Regions from separate parts of the Sus scrofa genome. Here region 1 is linked to region 2. Evidence: chromatin contacts called from public targeted proximity ligation data. All regions are on one chromosome and are shown on one strand. The core of a region is the stretch at or near the end of the contact, and the rest is flanking DNA. Distances in the headings are between cores, read along the strand shown.

Evidence for each region.
Region 1: a targeted proximity ligation map of alveolar macrophages shows a contact between it and region 2. A contact is called at or near these places in 2 of 2 datasets of targeted methods (alveolar macrophages and skeletal muscle).

What each region holds. Positions count from the first base shown.
Region 1 is chr5:7,933,883-7,937,007 of Sscrofa11.1, forward strand. It overlaps MKL1 (MKL/myocardin-like protein 1), which reads left to right. Exons shown (of 16, transcript XM_021092835.1): 5 at 1,416-1,481. Among named protein-coding and RNA genes, the nearest start is that of SGSM3, 82 kb to the right of the region's middle.
Region 2 is chr5:7,788,577-7,792,060 of Sscrofa11.1, forward strand. All of the region lies in intron 2 of MKL1 (MKL/myocardin-like protein 1), which reads left to right. Among named protein-coding and RNA genes, the nearest start is that of MKL1, 39 kb to the left of the region's middle.

The sequences.
Region 1 (3,125 bases), core at 244-2,743, 140 kb after region 2:
GGTAGTTCACAGGTGGCCTAGAGTCATTCTCAGTGCTGGCGGGTGAGTTGGGAAGGTCAAGTAAAGAGGCAGGCATTTCCAGCTGAAGTGGATAAAGCCTTGGGAAAGTACATGGTCCTGGAGGAAGAGTAACTGGACAGTCTTGATTGGGGTGACATAGAATGGGTGAGACACAGCACAAGTCATGACACAGCCAGGGACCTATCACTGCAGCATGGTAGAGAAAACTTGGTAAGAGTGTAAGGAGGTGGCAGAGATGAAGTTGGCTCAAAAATTTTAATATTAGTGCTGGGGAGGAGAATAGTGATGTTATTAGTGAGGAAAATGATGGGACATAGATTAGGTTTCAGGGGGAAAGTCAAGTTCTACTGTGGACTTCCTGAATATGAGACATAGACTAGTTATGGTTCTGCCATTTTTGGAGGCCTTCTTCAAAACTGCTTTGTGGTTGGAAAAGGCAGATATTAGGGCAATATGATTCTCAATAGATAGAAGTGCCCCTCAGATGTGACTTGCAGAGACCTTGTAATTGAAGGCTTACTGTATAAGGGGACTTCCTTTAGCCTTTGGGATCCCCTAAGCCTGCTTTTCTGAACATTTTCTCCCTTAGCCTCTCAATGCAGGCTGTGCCTTTGTCCTTCTGTATGGTGTGCAGTGGTAATACTCTTTAGGTTGCATTGGCTTTTGAAATAAAGATAATTGGCTTTTAACTTAAAAGAAAAATTCCCGTTAACTTGTTTCATTAAGTGGTGTTGCCTGAGTGGAAATGGGAGAAACACCCATCACCCCTCCACTAGCCCGGATGTGCTTTGAATCACAAAAGGCTCCAAGTGAAGAGGAAGAGACGACTTGTTTTAATGGTAAACTGTTTTATGGTCTAGAGAAATGAATTGCTTGGTGAGGATAGGTATCATTTTTAGATATAAAAGCTTTTTTTTTTTTTATAACAAATAACCAATACTTCCTGATCTGTGTGAATAGCTGTATCATTCGCTGTACTTACATAAATGGTGGTAAACATTTGCTACCAGGAAGAAGGCGTGGAACATCTAGAAAGCTTTTTCTGCTAGGTGGTCGTCCTCATTATGTTTTCTTTGAGTTAAGAATTGTGTTTTCTAGTCTTAGGAGGAGGTCACAGTGTTGTAGGAGGTTTTGAGCAAGAGGCAAGACTTGGGTACTTTGTGGATTGTTATCGCCCTGCAAGACCCTTCGCAACTTCCTCTCACCGCCCACAGCAGAATACGGAAACCCTGCTGTATCAGGCCACTTCTGCAATTACTGTCACAATTAAAGGAGATCCTTCTTTCACACTACACCCTTCTGTTTTGAGGCTTTCTTTGCATTTGAAAATGTGTTTTTTGTGGTGGAATGCCCGACTGAGCCTTCATCTCCCTTCTCTCTTTGCTGCCCTGCAGTGCTGCAGTTGAAGCTCCAGCAGCGCCGGACGCGGGAGGAACTCGTGAGCCAAGGGATCATGCCGCGTAAGTACCCGTCTCTCTCAGCACTCGATAGTGTTGCTTTTAGGATGTGGTGTGTGTACCCGGTACGCCACGGGAAGCCTCTAACAGAAAGCAAGGCCGTCGGGGTTCATTTCTGCATGCCTTTCTTTCTCATGCTTTTTGAAGTTTAGGGCCTCTCAATGGGTGATAGTTAAGAGAACTGCCCTAATTGATCAAGTTCAGGGATACAAATAGCATTAGGTGTAATAGCGCCATTGAATGGTGCTTAGCTTCTGAGCTGCACCTTTAAAAGGGTTTCTACGCCCTGTTCCACTTCCCGTTACAGGAGGAACAGATCTTGAGCTGGGGTGTTGTGAGGAAGAGCACAATATGCTTCGCCTTAGTGTTCAGATGCCTGGGGAGCGACCGCCCTTTTCCACCTAGTATTTTAAGTCAACCCCAGTTTTATTTAGAGTGATGGTAGCCTCGGATATCCTAAGGCTGGCATGGGTGTAAGTGCATCTGAATGGAGTTGTTGATGGGGATGCTGCAGGGCTGGGCTTATGGGGTGCAGAACTGCATCACGTGGGGAGAAATAAAACCAACCTTGGAATCTGTCAGAAGTAAGAAAATTTGCTTTTAATACCAACAGCCTTATAAAATGTGTGGAAGCTGGAGCCAGCAAGATTTTACTCTTTTGGACATTCCTTTTTAAGTCATCAGCAGAGAGCTTAGGCCTCCCTCTTATTTTTTTATTTATTTATTTTTTTAATCTTTGTGTGTTACTGCTACTTGGACACACCCTAATGAAATGAAAAATATATGTATTGTACAACTTCTATCTTTGTGGTGGGAAAACTGATATTTTTTCACCTTAACTCAGTACTTGTTGACCGACTACCACTGTATTTTCCTAATTATCATTCACTCATTCATTCAAAATATTTTAGTACCTAGTATGTGCCTGTTGATATAGCAAGGTAAATCCAGCTCCTGCTCACCGGAGTTTTGTACTTAGAAGGAGAAGACTGATACAGTAATAAACAGGGAGACCACTAAATAAACACGATCATTTCAGAGTGTGGTAAATGCTATGAAGTAAATTAACTGGTTGGTGTGTTAACAGATAATAGGAATGAGATGGGGTCACTTTTGAAAAGATGGCCAAGAAGGGCCACCCTGTGGAGGAAATGTTTGAGCTAAGATCTGAAGGATAAGATGGAGTCAGCCATTCAGAAGCAGGAAGGGGGCCCAGGAAGAAGGAAAAGCAAGTCTAAGGGCCTAGGGCAGTTACGAGCCTGGCATGTTTGAAAACATCGGAGGAAGCCATTGTGGCTCAAGCCTGGTCAGTGAGGGGGGAGGGGGATGGGGCCGGAGTGAGGGCCTTGTCAGCCACATGGAGGATGGAGATTCTGCTCCAACTACAGTGGGAAGCCATTGAAGGCTTAAAGCAAATGAGGATGGGATTTAATTTCTGTTGTGGTAATAGCAGGACTATTTCTAAGAGCTAGAACTTCATAGCAAGTATGAGGAGTCTGAGGTCTCTTTCTATCCTAAGCATCAGCCAGGGTACTTAAGTCTCAAATTTATCTTTTTTTTTTTTTTTTTTGGTCTTTTTGCCATTTCTTGGGCTGCTCCTGCGGCATGTGGAGGTTCCCAGGCTAGGGGTCGAATCGCAACCATAGC
Region 2 (3,484 bases), core at 700-3,199:
GACGGTTGGTTGAGGGCCCCTGAGTTACATGTGTGATCTTTCAGCAGGAGTAAAATGTTGTCCAGCCACACTCTTGGCTTTCCTCGCCACAGCAGTGCTTTCTTACTAGCGTCTCCTAATTTTAGCATTTTTTGTGGTCTAGATAAGCTGAGAATTTCTCAAATCATCACATACTAGTTTCCTTTGTTTGACATTTAGCCCATCAATTTTTCTTTCCTCTTGCATTTTGCTGTAAGCAACCAGAAGAAACCAGCCTGCACCTTCAACTTGCTGCTTGAAAATCCCCTTAGCTAAATATCCAAGTTCTGCTTTTCACACAACTGTAGGACGAAATTCAGCTAAGTTTTTTTTTTTGCCATTGTCTGAAAAGGATCCCTTTTGCTCCAGTTCCTTTTTTTTTTTTTTTTTGTCTTTTTGCCCTTTCTAGTGCCACTCCCGCGGCACATGGAGGTTCCCAGGCTAGGGGTCTAATTGGAGCTATAGCCACTGGCCTACATCAGAGCCACAGCTATGCAGGATCTGAGCCGAGTCTGCAGTCTACACCACGGCTCATGGCAATGCCGGATCCTCAACCCACTGAGCAAGGCCAGGGATCGAACCTGCAACCTCATCATTCCTAGTTGGATTCGTTAACCACTGAGCCACAAGGGGAACTCCTTTCCTCCAGTTCCTAATAACATTCCTCATTTTCTTCTGAGACCTTACCAGAAGCACCTTTAGTGTTCGTGTTTTTTACGAGCCTTCTGTTTTTGATGACATTTATAGTCTCTAAAACAGTATAGGCTTTCTGTGTTGTGCTTCTCACTTCCCTCTGAGTTCTCACCAGAATCGCCTTCAGGGTCTCTATTTCTACCAACAGTTTGTTGAAGGCAGTCTAGGCTTTTGAAATTATGCTTCTCCGAATTATTTTTTTAAAGTATATAATGATTTTTATTTTTTTCATTATAGCTGGTTTACAGTGTTCTGTCAGTTTTCTCCTGTACAGCAAGGTGACCCAGTTACACATACATGTATAGATTCTTTTTTCTCACATTATCATGTTCCATCATAAGTGACTAGACATAGTTCCCAGTGCTACACAGCAGGACCTCATTGCTTATCCATTCCTGCGTCTCAGAATTCTTCCAGCCTCTACTCGTTATCTAATTTCAAAGCCATTTCCATGTTTAAAAGAATATGTTATAGCAGCAATCCCACTTCAAGATACCAAAATCTTTATCAGTCAGGGTTCAATCAGAGAAACAGAACAAGTAGGAGATTAAGGGACTTATTACAAGGATTTATTCTTTATCTGATTTGGGGTGGCGGGGGTGGGGGGGACGCTGGCTAGGCAACTGCAGCATCATAGGCTAGGCTGACAGAAAAGACAGTTTGGAACGCTCGGCGGCAGCGGCGGGAGTGGATGTTGGTATCCACAGGTGAAATTTCTTCTGGAAAATCTCAGTTCTGCTCTTAAGGCCTTTTAACTGATTAAACGAGGCCCACCCAGATCATCTGGGATAATCTTTACTTAAAGTCAATTGATTATGAATGTTAATCACATCTACAAAATACCTTCGCAGCAGCACTTAGATTAATGTTTGAATAACTGAGGACTATAGCCTAACCAAGTTGATGCACATTCAACTGACCATCATGCCATTCTTATTATTATCTCTTCCCTGTATTATTTCAATAGCTTCCTTTGAATTGGACTCCATACTTCTGCCTTTGATTTCTTATGAACTGCTCTCCACATGGGACTGAAGATCTTAGGATTTTTCTCTCTGGAGTCAATTTCATGATCTTCCACTCTCTCCCTTGCTTACTGTACAGTTGCTGGGTTTTTTTCTCTTTCTTTCTTCCTTTGCCAAACTCGTGGCATGTGGAAGTTCCTGGGCTAGGGATTGAACCCACACCACAGCAGGACCTGAGCCACAAAGGAACTCCAGGATTCCTTGTTGTTACTGGGTCATACCAGGTCTTTGTGTTTGCTGTTCCTTCTGCCTGAAATACTTTAATCTGTAGATTTTCACATGGTTTACTTCCTCATTTTTTTTTTTTTTTAGCTCTTTGCTCAGATGTCACAATATTAGACCATCATATGTAAAAAAGCCATGTGACTCCCCAATCCTAAGGCATATCCTTTTCCTCTTATCCTGCTTTCACCTTCTCCACAGGATTAATCACCTCTTGACATGTATTTGCTGTCTGAATCCTCTGACTAGATGGCAGTCTCTACAAGGGCAGGTACTTTGTTTTGTTTATTGTTGTATCCTCAGCACCAGCAGGACTTGGCACGTAGTAGGCGTTTAATAAATATTTTTTCAATGAATTAATAAATGAAAGAATGACATTTTCTTTCTTTTTTTTTTTTTTGTCTTTTTGCTATTTTTTTGGGCTGCTCCCGCGGCATATGGAGGTTCCCGGGCTAGGGGTCGAATCGGAGCTGTAGCCACTGGCCTACGCCAGAGCCACAGCAACGAAGGATCCAAGCTGCGTCTGCAACCTACACCACAGCTCACAGCAACGCAGGATCTTTAACCCACTGAGCAAGGGCAGGGATCAAACCCGCAACCTCATGGTTCCTAGTCGGATTCGTTAACCACTGCGCCACAACGGGAACTCCAGAATGACATTTTCATTCACATTTTTCCTTTCCAGTGGTGTTTAACATAGTTGATCACTTTCTTTCTTGAACCATTTTGTATTCTTGGTATGATATTATTCTCCTAGTTTTTCATCTGATGCCTTATTTCTTTCTTCTACCTCTTCTGCCACTCTTTCTCTTTTGCTAGCTGTTCTTCAGCTTAGCCTGAGTGTGGAATTTTCTCAGGACTCTGCCCCAAACCTTGTTGTCTCTGTAGAAGATCTTATCTAATCCCATCACATTTAACACCAGTTAAATACCAGTGATTCCCAAATGCGTATCTCTTTCTTTTTTGAGCACCTATCACTTAGCCACCTCTGCCTGGATGTCTTGCAGACACCTCAGATATACATTTCAAACTAAACTTTTTTTTTCTCCTCCTTTTTCTGCGGCCCCTGTGGCATATGGAAGTTCTCGGGCCAGGGGATAGAGTCCTAGCTGGAGCTGTGATCTATGCTGCATCTGCAGCAATGCTGGGTCTTTAGCCCACTGTGCTGGGCCTAGGATTGAACCAGTGCCTCCACAGGGATAAGCTGATATTATTAACGTACCACAGTGGGAACTCCTCAGATGAAACTCTTCATTTCCTCCTGTCGAAATTGTTCTGCTCCAGTGTGTTCGCCCTTTCTGCAAATGATACTTCTTCCTACCTAGTTACCTAAGCCAGAGATGTGAAGGGTCTTCTTTGACATGTCCATTCATCCATTTCTATCAATAATCACTTGTCTCATTTGTCGACTTCTCCTTTCTTCTACTAAAACCACCCTAGCTAGTCCAAGCCATGACCATGACCACGTGAATAAATTCTTAACTAATTTTCCTGTTTCCATCCTTCCCTCGGACCTTAATCATTTT